Regions from separate parts of the Mus musculus genome. Here regions 1, 3, 4 and 5 are each linked to region 2. The links are chromatin contacts, called in public Hi-C, Micro-C and targeted proximity ligation maps. All regions are on one chromosome and are shown on one strand. The core of a region is the stretch at or near the end of the contact, and the rest is flanking DNA. Distances in the headings are between cores, read along the strand shown.

Region 1 (2,700 bases), core at 140-2,639, 650 kb after region 2:
AAAAGCATTGTTTACCCTCTGTATATACTAGATGCATATACCCGGATCATCCCCAAGGAGAAATAAGTCATTAATTATTCATCATTTACCTTCTCCCTCCTCTTCTGATTCTACAGTACCAAAACACATATTCAATAAAATGATTTCTTTCCCTTAAAAGCTAAAACTGATAAAATGTGAAGGAAATATTTGCTTCTTGAACCCAAATGTGACTTAGAAATTAGGCGTCGAGGCTCCTGAAACTATGCTTCAACACTTCTGGAAATCACTCCGTCTGTACGACAGGGTAAGCCTGGAGCTCGGTAGCATCCTATTGGTAGATAAATGTGGCCACCCTGCTCTCCCATGTGCTATACTTAGCTTGTGATGCTTGGCTTAATCCAGCCATCTAATGCGTGGCTCAGAAACAGGATCTACCCATGGAGGCTTGGCAATGAGCAAGAGGGTGCTTCTTTAAGGCAGGACCTAGACAGAGGTTGCATGAGGCAACCTCTTAATAGCTAGCAGATAACTAGTAGGAAAGCAATCTCCCCGAGACCTACTCTGTGACAGCCTGTTGCTACTTCAAGCTCTAAGCTAGACCAAATTCCGGATTCCTAGATCAGAGTTTGCAAAATGACCACAGTAGGTTGTTTTGTAACTGGAGAGTAGGACAACCATAGAATAAGTATTTTCTTTAATTTTAATAACAATAACCCATATACATATAATTTTTTTAAAAAGGGTAGATTCAATTAAATATGATAAGCTACAAGTCCTAGTGATCTTAGAGATCCTACTTACCCAATACTTCTCTATAACATCTTAAACTAGCTTTGGACAAAAAAGACTAACTTTTCTATTTAATTACTACCTGGATGTATCCATCTTAAGGCCTTAGTATAAATCATAACATTTATTACTATTTTTCACCTTCACAGCAAATATGGCCTCTAAAAGCCCATTATTTATATATTGGTCCAAGATAAATATCTGAAGCATGTTGCTATCAAATAAACCTTTTAGGTAAAACCCACAGGTTATCAGTATTGACGGTGAATTAATTATTTGATGTCTTGGTTTTAGAAGGGGAAGGCAATGGCACTGTTTAAAAGAAAGATTATTATTTTAAAGGAGCTATTTGTTTACAGTATCTATACATTGAAGTAATAAGTCTCTATTACTGTGAGGCACAGGACTAATTCTGAGTAATGGACGAAGACTTTTGATACATGCGATCCAGAGCGCCTAGGCAGCTCGCATTCCATTCTTGCTTGCCGCTAAACTCTTTAATCACAGTAGCTGGCATGGATTCAAATTCATTTTCCTGCCCCCTGGTGGAAGTGCTAATGAACAGCCCAGTGGCCAAAGGTATACAAATTAAACCCAACAGAAAACAGCAGAGCTGGTTCAGTCTCCCTAACAGATGCTAACACGTAAGAAACAGGCCTGAGAACTCACAAACTTCAGGTTCTTACACAAGTACATTCATTCCTGCACCAGTCTGGGCTATGTCAATTCATTCCTGAGTCAGTCTGGGCTGTGACAAGCCTGTTCTAGGGTCGTAGACCTAGTTAAAGGGAGACGGGACCTTGAACAAAATTTCCAGGTTTGTCTGAGATTTTTCAAATCCTACAAAAGCTCAGCCTCAAAGAAGAATGGAGCAGCACTAAATTTCTCCCCGATTTCAGGGCGCTGCCAGGGAAGGCCGATTTCTGAGTGTAACCTAATTTGGGAGTATCTGAGGCCATTGTAGTGTTGAGTGAGTGCCAGGAAAGGCCAGGAAAGCCTTTCTGCCTCAGGGTTCCCTAGTCTCCTACCCCTTGGTAAGTGCCTCAAAGATAGATGTTGCTTTCTGATGTGTATCCCCAACCCCCCTATTTAAAAGTCTAATCTATAATTGTAGGGAGTAACAGCAGAACCCCACATTAATGCAGAACCCACATTAATGCCCTGTCTCCCTAAAATGGCCTCACCTGGGTAGCAAAGTAATACATTTCCTAAAGCTGGGAGCCACTGCTATGGCTGCCTGCTTTTCTGCCTGGGAAAGAGGTAATGGTCTTTCATTGTGAATCATTATGTGTGGGCATAATCTGCGTTCTCTAGACAAAGGCCACAAGCAAATAATCCCCCTCCCCCCATGAAAATGACATAAGCGTCCACACAGCCTTGGTTCTATTCTCTCACCCTCCCTAAGCTTAAAAGGCAGAGATTACAAACCCATCGGGTCATATTTGGCTTAGCTGTGTTCTCTTTGGCCTGCAGTGTTATGGAATAATATTAATAAAGGTCCTGAATGTAGTTGCAAACCTTAATGCTGAGAGTTCGCCAAAAAGGGTCGATTCCTAGCATCTCTTCAAAAGTTGTAATTTCTGCTTAAAAGGGTCTCACATCTCCACCTTGCAGCCCCAGCACCGGCAACCACATCTTTACTATGCCTCTCCTTTCCAGGTGCTTTGCTTACACAAGGGTGGGGGGGTTCCAGGACCCCATGGCTTTCTAACAGGTGCCTGTGATCAGGGTTCTTCAGTGCTACTACACCCCAGCCATAGTGCATACATATCCCGTCCCTCACGGTCACGCTAAATGCCTGACACGAAAGTCAGAATGGCTGAATGCTTTGGAGGAAGCCTTACCCCTTATTCATCTGGATCTGTCTTGTCATCTGGACAAACCCTGAAACCACAACCATCACCACCCTCATTCGGTAATCTATTGCAC
Region 2 (2,700 bases), core at 25-2,524:
ACGAAGCTTATACTCTTTTTTCAGACAATGCCACTCCTACAACATTAACTCAAATAGCTGTCATGTTCTCTCTCTCTCTCTCTCTCTCTCTCTCTCTCTCTCTCTCTCTCTCTCCCTTTTCAGCCCACACTCACTTTCCCAACTTCCAAATTAAAAAAATAAAATTAAATAAAAATAAAAACAAAACACCTTGCTGGAGTCTTCTCATAATTCTCAATTTTGACTCTGAAATAGCAAAATTAAAACTTACCTACTCTACGAGATTCAAATATACTAAAAATCAAGAAAAGCATTCTAAAAATATCTTTTTTAAAAATCTTATCTAAGGCAGAAATGGTAGTAAAGAGAAGCTAAATTAAAAAAAAATAAATTATCCTATCTTATATAAACAAGTACACACAAAGTAACCCTGGCAGTTGGTGCCCTGCCCAGCAGTTTGAGAAATGAGACAAAAAGAAAACCTTCAGAGGCTTTTCAGCTTTCAGAGCAATCCCTGCTCCAGGGGGACGTGACCTTGGCTGTGTCAGGAAAGTTCCTGGGCTGGCAGCTTTGTAAACTGTGAGTCATAATCCTGTCACCAAACAGAGAGGGTCAATCTTTCAGAGAGGGGGGATGGGGCTGGAGTACCAGGTTCCCAGGGCCCAGTCAGTTACCCAGTATGGCAGTTTACTGATTGGTGTTAAGGTTCAGTCTCTAGTTAAAGAATCACAGTACGTCTGCTGAGTACCGGATGCTGTGGCGATAGCAGTGAACAAGACAAACGGGGTCTCGCCCCTGCATGCTTAACATCTGTTCGTCTTCTCCCTGTAGGGAAACTGCACACGAAGTCAATTTATGATCAGAAAGTTGTGTCGGGACCCTGAAACCAAAAGCAAAATTAAAATGGTGATGCTCTGTGCAGCACTTCGTGAAGTATGCCTGCCCAAGTGCGGGTCCGTGGGGCTAGTCATCTTCTCCTGAACAAATGCTGGAGATGGAAATTAACTTGGGGGTGTTCAGGTTGTTTTTCTTTTTATCCCTTGTATGATACTGGCGCTTGAACAAAGATCTCCTACACCCTGGGCAAATCCTCTGCCGATGAGCTACATCTTTAATCTCTCTCTCTCTCTCTCTCTCTCTCTCTCTCTCTCTCTCTCTCTCTCTCTCTCTCTCTCTCTCACACACACACACACACACACACACACACACACACACACACACCAGGTATGTATGGAGGGGCATGCTTAGAATATTAGCATTCAGGAGGTAGAGGAAGGCAGATCTGACATCAAGGTCCAAACGGTCTAGAAAGTGAGTCAGAGCAGCCAGAGCTGAACAGCGAGGCGCTGTCTCAACAAAACAAAGCAAAGAATAAAACAAATTGAAATGAAACAAAGTTGGTTAGAAGACTGTAAACAATAACCATGAATACTTGCCCCATTCTGATTTCCCGTGGTTAACATCTTATCCCAAATATTTCCAGGTATTTTTCTCTTTTAAAGAAAAATCCTTTTTGTTGTTTTAGTGAAAAAAAATAATGGTTTTTATGGAGAGTGCACGTAACGAAGAGTAGCACAAAGGTCAGGGCTTAAAAATATTTACTCAGAATATGACACCCAGAAATAGTTTACAATTAATATTATTTTAACTCTTATTTATTTATTTATTCATTCATTCATTCATTCATTCATTCATTTAATATAGTCTTAGTTTGGAATACAGACTGGCTTCAAATTTGCTATGTATCCATGCTATTCTTGAATTCAAGATCCTCCTACCTCAGCCTCCCAAATGCTAAGATTACAGGCATGCACCACTACACCCAGCTTGTCCAAACACTTCCTTATAAACACATTCTATTTGAAGCAAGGTAGATTGAATGGCAGTGATTTTGTGTTTTTTTTTTTTAAAAGCATCCTGTTCTATGGGATTGTTTTAGAAGAAAAATAGAAATACAGAAAAAAGGAACAATTGAACTTCAGAATATTATTTTTTTAATCTACAAGAGAAAGATTATTTATGCTTAAAAAGGTAATTGTGAGAAACATTGGCACCGGAGCTTATAAAAGCATTTTGTTAGCATATCTTATGACTTCATTATGACATTTTCACACACATCACACACACAGTGTATTTCTATCACATCCACCATCTTCCCCCTCTCCTACTCCCTCTCACCCCCCTCCTTCAGCGGATTTTATAAGTCGATGTCAGTCGCCTTTATCTTACAGGAATATGGCATTTCAATACGCATTTGTCTTTCTCCTTCTCCAGATCTCTGGTTTTGTTATGCTAGCTTCTGTATGTCTGTGTGTTTACACACGCAGATGCACATACATGTGTTGACTATCACTGTATATTTGCTGTCACAGATTTGACCACTGCATTCTGTCTACAGCCTTCATTCCCATTTCTGTCTAGTATTAGCTTGACACTCACTGAATTTGACTTAGTACTTAGTCTTGTTTTTGTGTGTACGCTCCTGAGTTTTCTTTTGCATTCTTTGTAAATTAGCTGGCTACTGATTTCCGATTACTGGATATTGGCACTGTGCTTGCTGATTCTTTCATTTATTAAAATATACATTTTGAATTTGAAGCACTCCCCCTGGCTCGGTATGATCTCACCAAGTCATACTTTCTTTTCCTTAGAACTTCGTAAGACAGCTTTCTTGTGTTCTAGTATTAAAACTATACAGTAGAGAAGTCTGGAGCCTGGCTA
Region 3 (2,700 bases), core at 155-2,654, 550 kb after region 2:
TTGGCTCTTACAAACTCTCCACCCCTCTTCTGCATTGTTACTGAGTCATGGGTGTAGGAGCTGTGCCTTAGTTAGGGTTGCTATTGCTGTGAAAGAGATACCATGATCATGGCAACTCTTATAAGGAAAGCATTTAACTGGGGATGGCTTACAATTCAGAGGTTTGGTCCATTATTGTCATGGCAGGAAGCATGGTAGCACGCAGGTAGACATGGTGCTGGAGAGGTAGCTGAGAATTCAACATGAAAATTGACAGAAGGAAGGGCAGAAGGAAGAGAGTGACATTGGGCTGGGATTGAGCTTCTGAAACCTCAAAGCCCACCCTCAGTGACACACTTCCTCTAACAAAGCCATACCTCCTAATAGAGCTATTCCCTATGGGCCATTTGTATTCAAACCACCACAAGCTGCGATGTAGATGTAACCACTGGGGTTAAGTTCTACACGATCTGTTTATCTTTGCACTGTGTCCGGTGAGAGATCACTTTCCATGGTCCTTAAACCTATATTTGCTGTAATGAGAGGCTTCTTTGACGAGGGGGTAGTAGTTATATGTGCTGCTTTCTAAAAGGTTGGAGGGAGGAGAGGCAAAACCACTGGAAGTTCTTGGTATGTGACTTAGGTGTTGGGTTTTTTTTTTTTTTTAATCTGAAAAAATATGGTTGATAATCTATAATGTGAACACTTGGTGTAGAATGAAACTGGATAATGATTTAGAGATTTGTGTCAAAGTGGTGGACAGGAGCTCATATTTCTAGTCCCCAAACCTTGGAGCCAAGTGTCTTTGGGGGGGTGTGTATCCTTGGTATTTTGGGAAGTGAAGAGAGTGAAGACAAAGGTGTTTCCACTCCTAGGAATCCATTCCTTATCTTGAGAGTTGGGGCAGATCCAGATAGATTGGCACATCTACGAATCTGAAGAATGTGGATGCCTGGCTGTGGTGGTGGTCTGTGTATGAAGCTGGGGGTCTCCTTGGTCTACTGGTCCCCAGTGCATGATGCTGACTAGCCAGCTTGTTCTCTAGAGAGATCATTCTATATGGACTTTAAGTCTGTATGGTCCAGTTAGATAATGATAAGAGGCTTTAATCACTACGAAGTTTTTTTGCCTTGGCAAAAAAAAAAAAAAAAAACCATGGACTTTATGACTGTTCCTTCCCTGAAAATATGGTTATGTTGTTTCCAAAGACAGTTTTCTGAAGGAAGGGGTTTATGAAGGGAAAACTCCCAAACTTGCTGGCGTTCTCATAGTGATACTATCAGCCGTCCATGTCAGCGATCCTGGAGAGTGGTTTGCCTGCCTCCCACTCTTGCTATTTGCAGTGTGTCTTATGGAAGAGCATGGGAGGGCTAAGCTAGAACTGACCTATGTAATGAAGAACCCAAACAGAGCTCCAGAATGGTTAAGCTTCCCTTAGTGAAGTTAAATCATCACTAGGACTTGAGCCATCTGCAGAAAGATGAGCTGTCTGCTCTGAGGCGTCGGTGCCTTCCATCATAAAAATTACAGACTGTTAGAGCTAAAAGGAAACCTAGAGCTTTCGTCAACCCAGCCCGTTCACATGACACATGGAAAAACTCAGGACCAAATACATGGTGAGTTTCCAGTGGTCACTAGAAAGTGAAAGCATTAGAACTTGAACTGATAACTTGTGACTCCCATGCACAAAATTGTTGTTTCATTAGCTTGATGTGCTAAGCATTGTAGGACGAAGATAGACGATGGCTTCATCCATATTTACAAGCACACAGAGGGGCTGAGCTAGGGAAGGTGGGGAGGAAGTAGGGGAGAGGTCCGTGGAGGCTCCTTTACAGTCCAGGAGAGATATTTTGATCATCCTTATCATCCGGCAAACCTCTCTGAGGGTAGGGTGTCCTGGGAGGAAGAGAAGATTCTGTGGCTCGGGAATACTTGTAATAGGCTTGAAGTCCCTTTAGAGACCACCAAAGTATGTACATATGTGAGTACAGAATGTGAAAGAGTGTGTGTGTGTGTTGCATACTTTTGTGTGTGTGTGTGTGTGTGTGTGTGTGTGTGCGCGCGCGCACGCATGTGTGTGGAGTAGATAGAGAGGGAGCAATTTATCTTCGTTACTCCAGTGGCCTCAGTACCAGGCACACTTGTTTACTTCCACATTAATATACACTACAGTGTTAGAAGAAGATGTGCTGGGATCTGGGGAGAAACATTCTGTTCTGGTTCTTGTGTGCAGATGAGATGTGATCTGTCTGTTTCCTAACTGTCAGGCTGGTCTCTTCCTTCTGCTCTAAAACTTTCCCTGTCACAATAAATTGTAGCTCCTCTGGGGCTATAAGCTAAGATAAACCACCTTATCATCTCAGTTGCCCATGGTCCTGATATTTTTGTCACAGTATCAGAAGAATACTGGGCTAAGTTCTCTTTGGCATCTCAAGGAGAAAGGAAGTCCTGTGTGGAGAGAGACAATGGGAACACGACACAAGTGAGGAACTGAAGCAATGTGACTCAAACTGGGCCTTAGTGACTAAGAGACACAATAGATCAGAAAAAGCAGTGGACATGAGCAGGGCACATGTCACAGGCCTGCTGTCCACTTTGAGGGTTTTGGAGTTAGCCCTGAAAATCATGGCTAGCTACTTCAATGCTTTTAGTGGGAAGTGCAGTGGCCATCCTTGCTTTCAAAATGCTCGCTCTCACTTCTGTCTGGGAGATGAATCAGGG
Region 4 (2,700 bases), core at 118-2,617, 520 kb after region 2:
CATGGTCAGACCTTGGCCCCACTGTTTGCCATTGGTCTCACCTTGGCTGCCTCTTCTCTTTCTTCCTTCCCCACCCTCACACTTTTTTCGAATGGCCTGAAGGCCTGTATTCTTTTAGAACAGTGGCACTGTGGGTCCCAAAGGAAGAAGAAGAAAGGTGTTTGAAATTGCTGCCTGCTGAGAAATTCATTGGTGTCGGACATCAGAGCACCATCCTAGTAGGGGAGAAGCTTGAGCCATTCAGTTTTATTCTGTGACATCCTATTGTTTGCTCTGAATGGCTCTCACCTTACAGCAAGTGACAGATGCTGATTCTGGAGCCACTGAGAGTGACCATGGCCTGGGAACACAGATTTATGGTACCCCCAATTCTATGTTCCAAAGTGGAAACAGATTTATGAAATTTTATAGAACAAAGAAGGTCATAAATCACGGTAGGTTTAAAATACATTAGTGGGCACATCAGAAAAGTAGTTACAGCAAGACAGAGGGACGCTTTCTATAGGCCCAAGATGTTATCTGATGGCATCCGCAGATCTGAGTTATTGGGAGCAATGGTCTGCTAAGTTATTAGATTCCCAAAGTTTTCTATTAGTTACCCGATGTTAGTTCAGACACATAAGTGGGCAAGGAATGGCTGTTCCAGAGGGCTTAAACTAGCCCAAAATAAGCTAGCCTCTGGACCTGCAGCATTCTAATCTCTCCACAGTACTGAGATTCTAATCAGTCAATCAGTGTCCAAAAGACACAGCTTCTTTTCGGGAATTCTTGTTCACCTAGAGAAGGCTGACCCTCGCTGATCAGCAACTAGAGACAGAGGTGTAGTCAACCAAATTAAGTGGGGCTCAGCCAAGGTAAACAGAGTCAGTATGGGGGGGGGGGGGGGAACGACGATGGACTGAAACAGTAACCACAAAGGCCTAGATTCTTGGCCAGACAGCAGGCAGCAGTGAGCTTTCCATATTTTACAGGCATCCTAGACCATACCCTTTAGAACCTTAGCAACCAGGGGCCATTGGAGTGGTAGCTCAGAGGTTAAGGACACTGGCTGATTTTGTAGAGCACCTGGGTTTGGGGGTTTGGACCTCAGACACCCTGTGGCAGCTCACAAGCACCTGTTAACTCCAGTTCCAGGGAATCTGATGCCCTCTTCTGATCTCCACACCCATGGAGTACACGTGTGATACATATACCTACATACAGCATACATAAATAAATCTATAAAGCTTCAGTACTATCCAACAGTGTCTCTCCCATGTCTTCTCAAACAAAACACTTCCCTTAAAAAACGGTGGTATAGGAGGCATCAAGACATCCAGAGAAAGCCCCATTGTAGCTACAGGGAGAGAGGAAAGGGCGTGTCGCATGCAAAAAGGGCATTACAGGGTTAACACAGCAAAGCTTGCACAAAGGATGAAGGAGGAGAGAGAGAGAGAGAGAGAGAGAGAGAGAGAGAGAGAGAGAGAGAGAGAGAGAGAAGAAAGAGAGAGAGAGAGAAGAAAGAGAGAGAGAGAGAAGAAAGAGAGAGAGAGAGAGAGAAGAAAGAGAAATCGGTTGCCCCGGAGTGGAGGAGGGGAAACCTTCCACGCGGTCTTCTAGCATCAGGAGGTGCATTTCCATTTCAGAGCAAACTCAGCTACAAATGGGGTAGCTAGGAGCATGTCCCTACTTAGGAAGCAGATAAAACATCCTCCCAATGCCTTTGATGAATATTCGAGCACGTTTGAAACGTGCACAGCCTGGGAACCCCAAGCAGAGCTTGGTTGATTCTTGGTTGGAGAGAAATCCCTGCCTGGATAAACCCAGGCCTGAAACGGGCCACGGAGGCGGTGGGAGGCAAAACATGGACTGGATTTAAGAAGAGAAGCGCTGCAGCAGGGCTCTGCAACCAGGAGCCTCTGGAGGAGGCAGAGGCTCTTCGCCAAAAGGAACATTATTTGAGTACCTCCCAGCCCCAGGGCTAGTCACTGGTGGGAACCTGGGAGGGGCCGAACATGCTGTTCAGAATAATTTAGGAGGCAGAATATTCTTCCTGCTTGGTAGTGTGAAATCACTTATTTATGGCTCCCATTCAGACCCGGGTTTGTAGATAATCCCTCTTTCTAAGCAGTCGAACTCATGAATGTTTATCTTGCAAATCAAGCTGACACTAACAGCTTTTGTCCACTCGGGCATACATCAAGGCCTACCTTCTCCCTAGCACGTTTCTCCCTCATCAGCATGCTTGTCTCAGCCTCTTGGATCCCTAAAAGGCTTGCTCCGCCCCAAACTGACCTGGGGTCTCCAGCAACAATCAAGGGGCTTGTCTGCCAAGTGCTTGGGCCAACTTGGAACCTTGAGCTCCAGGCCCCCATAGAAACAGCAGTGACAAATGGACCGCCCTCCCTACCCCCGCCCCTCTGTGCTCCCACCCTTCAACCCCCAACCCGGGACAGAAGGAGGTAACCCATTGAAGGGCCTCCTAGGAGCTGGAGACCTTCACCCTGGATTTAGATTTCTACCCTTAAACATAAATGGCAAACTAAGTCAGAACAAAACCCAGGCCCTGGAAAAAGGAAGCCATAAAACAATCCCATTTATATGATGGGAGGACCAAAGACAAAAGACATACCGCCAGCCAGGATGCATAGATCCGAAATAATGAGATCAGATAGGAGACTGTGGATGCCAAAGACAGCCCAGAAGTCATCAATAGCAGAG
Region 5 (2,700 bases), core at 68-2,567, 610 kb after region 2:
TTCTAGAGGACCACTAACATGAAATATACATGAAGCATGCAGCGGTACGAGGTTCAGCACATGATCTCTCCAGAAAGTACCTAAAAACACAGGGAGAGTCAGAGTCTTAAGAGGGAGCTTTTTAAGGAGAACTCAATAAGCAAAGAAAGCAAGCAAGCCAGGAAGAGGAAGAGCCACTCGATACCTGGGTGCTGAAATATTTAAATAGCCCTTGCCTACAGTACAACTAGAGACATGCTCACTAGTCAGTTCCGGTGAAACTGCATTTTCTGTTTCTGGAATGAAAACCATGGAAACCGGCATCGGCAAGGACACTCTCTTCAGAGGTCCCTTCACCTGCTGGATGAACTGTAAACAGTCTCAAAGTTGGACTATTAATCATTAAACTATTTAAAGAATCTGGGGTTATATTAATTGCTTAGGACAACAATTCCACAGGCTGGGGGGTTGGGGGTGGGGAGCAGGAATTATTCCACTGTGTGCACTGGGAAACTGAGGGTCAGGCAGGTAAGTGAACACCAGATTCAAATGTAAGCCGCTGAGGCTAGACTAGGAAGAGCTTGTGCCCTGAGCCCCTAGGCTCTGCCTCCCCAGGCACACTTGGGAATGGGCTCTGAGGGCGTCTGTTGTGGTTTTGTTCACCAGGTTGATACAAATGCAGCCAGTAGGCGATGTACACAAGCCACCTGAAGTCGGTCAACAGCCAGCAACTCATACTCCATATTGGTGGTAGGGAAGGCAACAGCTGAGACCACCTGTGAGGTGTCAGGTAAAGAGAGCAGCCATTTCCGCCCTCCTGTGGAGCTCCCGCTGGGGGAAACTCAGGCAGAAACCTGCCAGATTTTTAAGTTTTTCTAAAGGGGGGGAGTCAAGAAATAGAAACATCTCTCTCTCTCTCTCTCTCTCTCTCTCTCTCTCTCTCTCACACACACACACACACACACACACACACACACAAATACTGTAAAGCCAAATAAAACAATCTACTGGTAACATGAGACCCACGAGATGCTGACCCTTCCGCTGATTAAGGAAGCTGAAATGACAGCCACTATTCAAAGACACCCCCTCCCGCCTTTTAAGTCCCCACAGGCTCACTCAGCCCCACTCCGGTGTTCCAGCAAACCCAGATTGAATCAGCAAGCGATGGATGTGATCATCAAAGGCCTGCCAAAGACCAGGGCACACCTGGTCAGAGAAACAGATGGTGTGCTCTCCTGACACAAAGGCAAAACCAAAAAAGTCAGAGGTAGAGCAGAGTCAATTTCCTCGCACCAGAGGCTGATGTGGGGTGTAATGATTCAGCTTCCCCCTGTGGGAAGGCAACAGGTGGAGGAGGAAGTCGGGGTGACTAGAAACTGCAGTTACTAACTCTTGGTTTGAAAAAAAAAAATTCTCACGCTTACTCCAGACCAAGAGTGGACTTGGGGTTTGGGTTGAGTTTGCCCTCTGTGGAGTGTCACTGAGAGGCCAATCCACACTCAGGAGGAGGAGGTGGGGTGCCTTTGGTGGCCACTTGACAGTATTTAAAAGAAGTGTGCTTGCTTGCTTGCTTCCTTTCTTTCTTTCTTTCTTTCTTTCTTTCTTTCTTTCTTTCTTTCTTTCTTTCTTTCAAAAAGAAAATAACGAAGCTAGTGAGGACTGGAGTTACAAGTCTTGATGAGTCAGGAGACACAAGAAATTCTGACCGCTCAATGAACCTTTCTCCTCCTGTCCCCTTTACTGGTTTGGAAAATATCACACGAGCTAGAAAGGCTTAAGAGAGAAATTCCTGGTGGAAAGTTTCTACTTTTCCTGCCACTTAATCTTTCGAACAATTCCTCCCTGCCTGCCATGTAATACGTCAAAGCTAGGAGGAAAAACCCAAGTCGCAAGCAATGTAGCTGCCCACTTTCAGTTAGTTCAGCGTCGGACAGGACAACAGGAGTTCCCGGGGCTAAGGCACCGTCTCTAACAGCTGGTCTCTATGACCACGCAACTCTGACAGCTGACCTCTATGATCACGCAACTCAGACAGCAGAAATATCTGTTTCCTATCTGCTTTCCATGGAAACAAGAGATGGCTTCCAAAGCAAAATAACATTGCATCAAATGCAAACCGCATTGCATCAAGGGGAAATCAAAGCAGGAAACCCCAAGTCAACCATCTCCAATGCAATCAGACTAGCTAAGCAGTAGAGCATTGACTGAGAAACTCAAGCGTCTTGGCCTCAGTTTCCAAATACTCATCCGTTTATTTAAAGCGATCTTGTCTGTGTGCAGCACCGCCTCCTTATTGGTCACACCGAAAAAGCCCACGAGAAAGGGGGTGAATTTGCTGAAATATCACGCTGAATACATATAGCGGTGATGTAAGAGAGACCACAGCTGATAGAAAGGCTCAACACTCCCAAGTATTAGGAGGAGGGAAGCCCGACAATTTTGTGGAGGGATCTGGTTTTGAACAGGGTCCTGCACATAAAAGATTTAGCTTAAATATGACTGCAGTTCCTTCCTTCTGACAAGTCAACCTCTAATAGTAATAATAATAATAAACAATAATAAATAATTTCATCCCATCGTCCCAACACCTCTCTCCTCAGAGCTCCTGAAGAATCCTTTTCTGGAATAGGCGTCTTTAAAAAGTCATCGAATCTCACTTCCCACCATCTTAGACAACACACCGGGAACCGTCATACAAAATAACAATCACAATCACGG

Evidence for each region. A called contact is a pair of places that touch in the nucleus more often than the background predicts.
Region 1: a Hi-C map of uterus shows a contact between it and region 2, with 4 times the contacts expected there. A contact is called at or near these places in 2 of 484 Hi-C or Micro-C datasets (tail fibroblasts and uterus) and 3 of 130 datasets of targeted methods (astrocytes, bone marrow-derived macrophages and large pre-B cells).
Region 3: a Hi-C map of uterus shows a contact between it and region 2.
Region 4: a contact with region 2 is called in a targeted proximity ligation map of the NIH/3T3 cell line, with 5 read pairs. A contact is called at or near these places in 2 of 484 Hi-C or Micro-C datasets (granulosa cells and uterus), 2 of 130 datasets of targeted methods (the NIH/3T3 cell line and astrocytes) and 1 of 9 other capture datasets (embryonic tail).
Region 5: a Micro-C map of granulosa cells shows a contact between it and region 2, with 1.9 times the contacts expected there. A contact is called at or near these places in 7 of 484 Hi-C or Micro-C datasets (embryonic stem cells, granulosa cells, muscle stem cells and 1 more), 14 of 130 datasets of targeted methods (the NIH/3T3 cell line, T-cell acute lymphoblastic leukemia, craniofacial prominence and 10 more) and 1 of 9 other capture datasets (embryonic stem cells).

What each region holds. Positions count from the first base shown.
Region 1 is chr19:26,717,045-26,719,744 of GRCm38.p6, reverse strand. All of the region lies in intron 26 of Smarca2 (SWI/SNF related, matrix associated, actin dependent regulator of chromatin, subfamily a, member 2), which reads right to left. Among named protein-coding and RNA genes, the nearest start is that of Gm20616, 95 kb to the right of the region's middle.
Region 2 is chr19:27,362,670-27,365,369 of GRCm38.p6, reverse strand. It overlaps the pseudogene Gm50113. Among named protein-coding and RNA genes, the nearest start is that of Gm35554, 19 kb to the right of the region's middle.
Region 3 is chr19:26,811,560-26,814,259 of GRCm38.p6, reverse strand. All of the region lies in intron 1 of 4931403E22Rik (RIKEN cDNA 4931403E22 gene), which reads left to right. Among named protein-coding and RNA genes, the nearest start is that of Gm46648, 11 kb to the left of the region's middle.
Region 4 is chr19:26,844,573-26,847,272 of GRCm38.p6, reverse strand. The region is part of intron 2 of Gm46648 (a long non-coding RNA gene); the gene reads right to left. Among named protein-coding and RNA genes, the nearest start is that of 4931403E22Rik, 22 kb to the right of the region's middle.
Region 5 is chr19:26,752,193-26,754,892 of GRCm38.p6, reverse strand. All of the region lies in intron 28 of Smarca2 (SWI/SNF related, matrix associated, actin dependent regulator of chromatin, subfamily a, member 2), which reads right to left. Among named protein-coding and RNA genes, the nearest start is that of Gm46648, 70 kb to the left of the region's middle.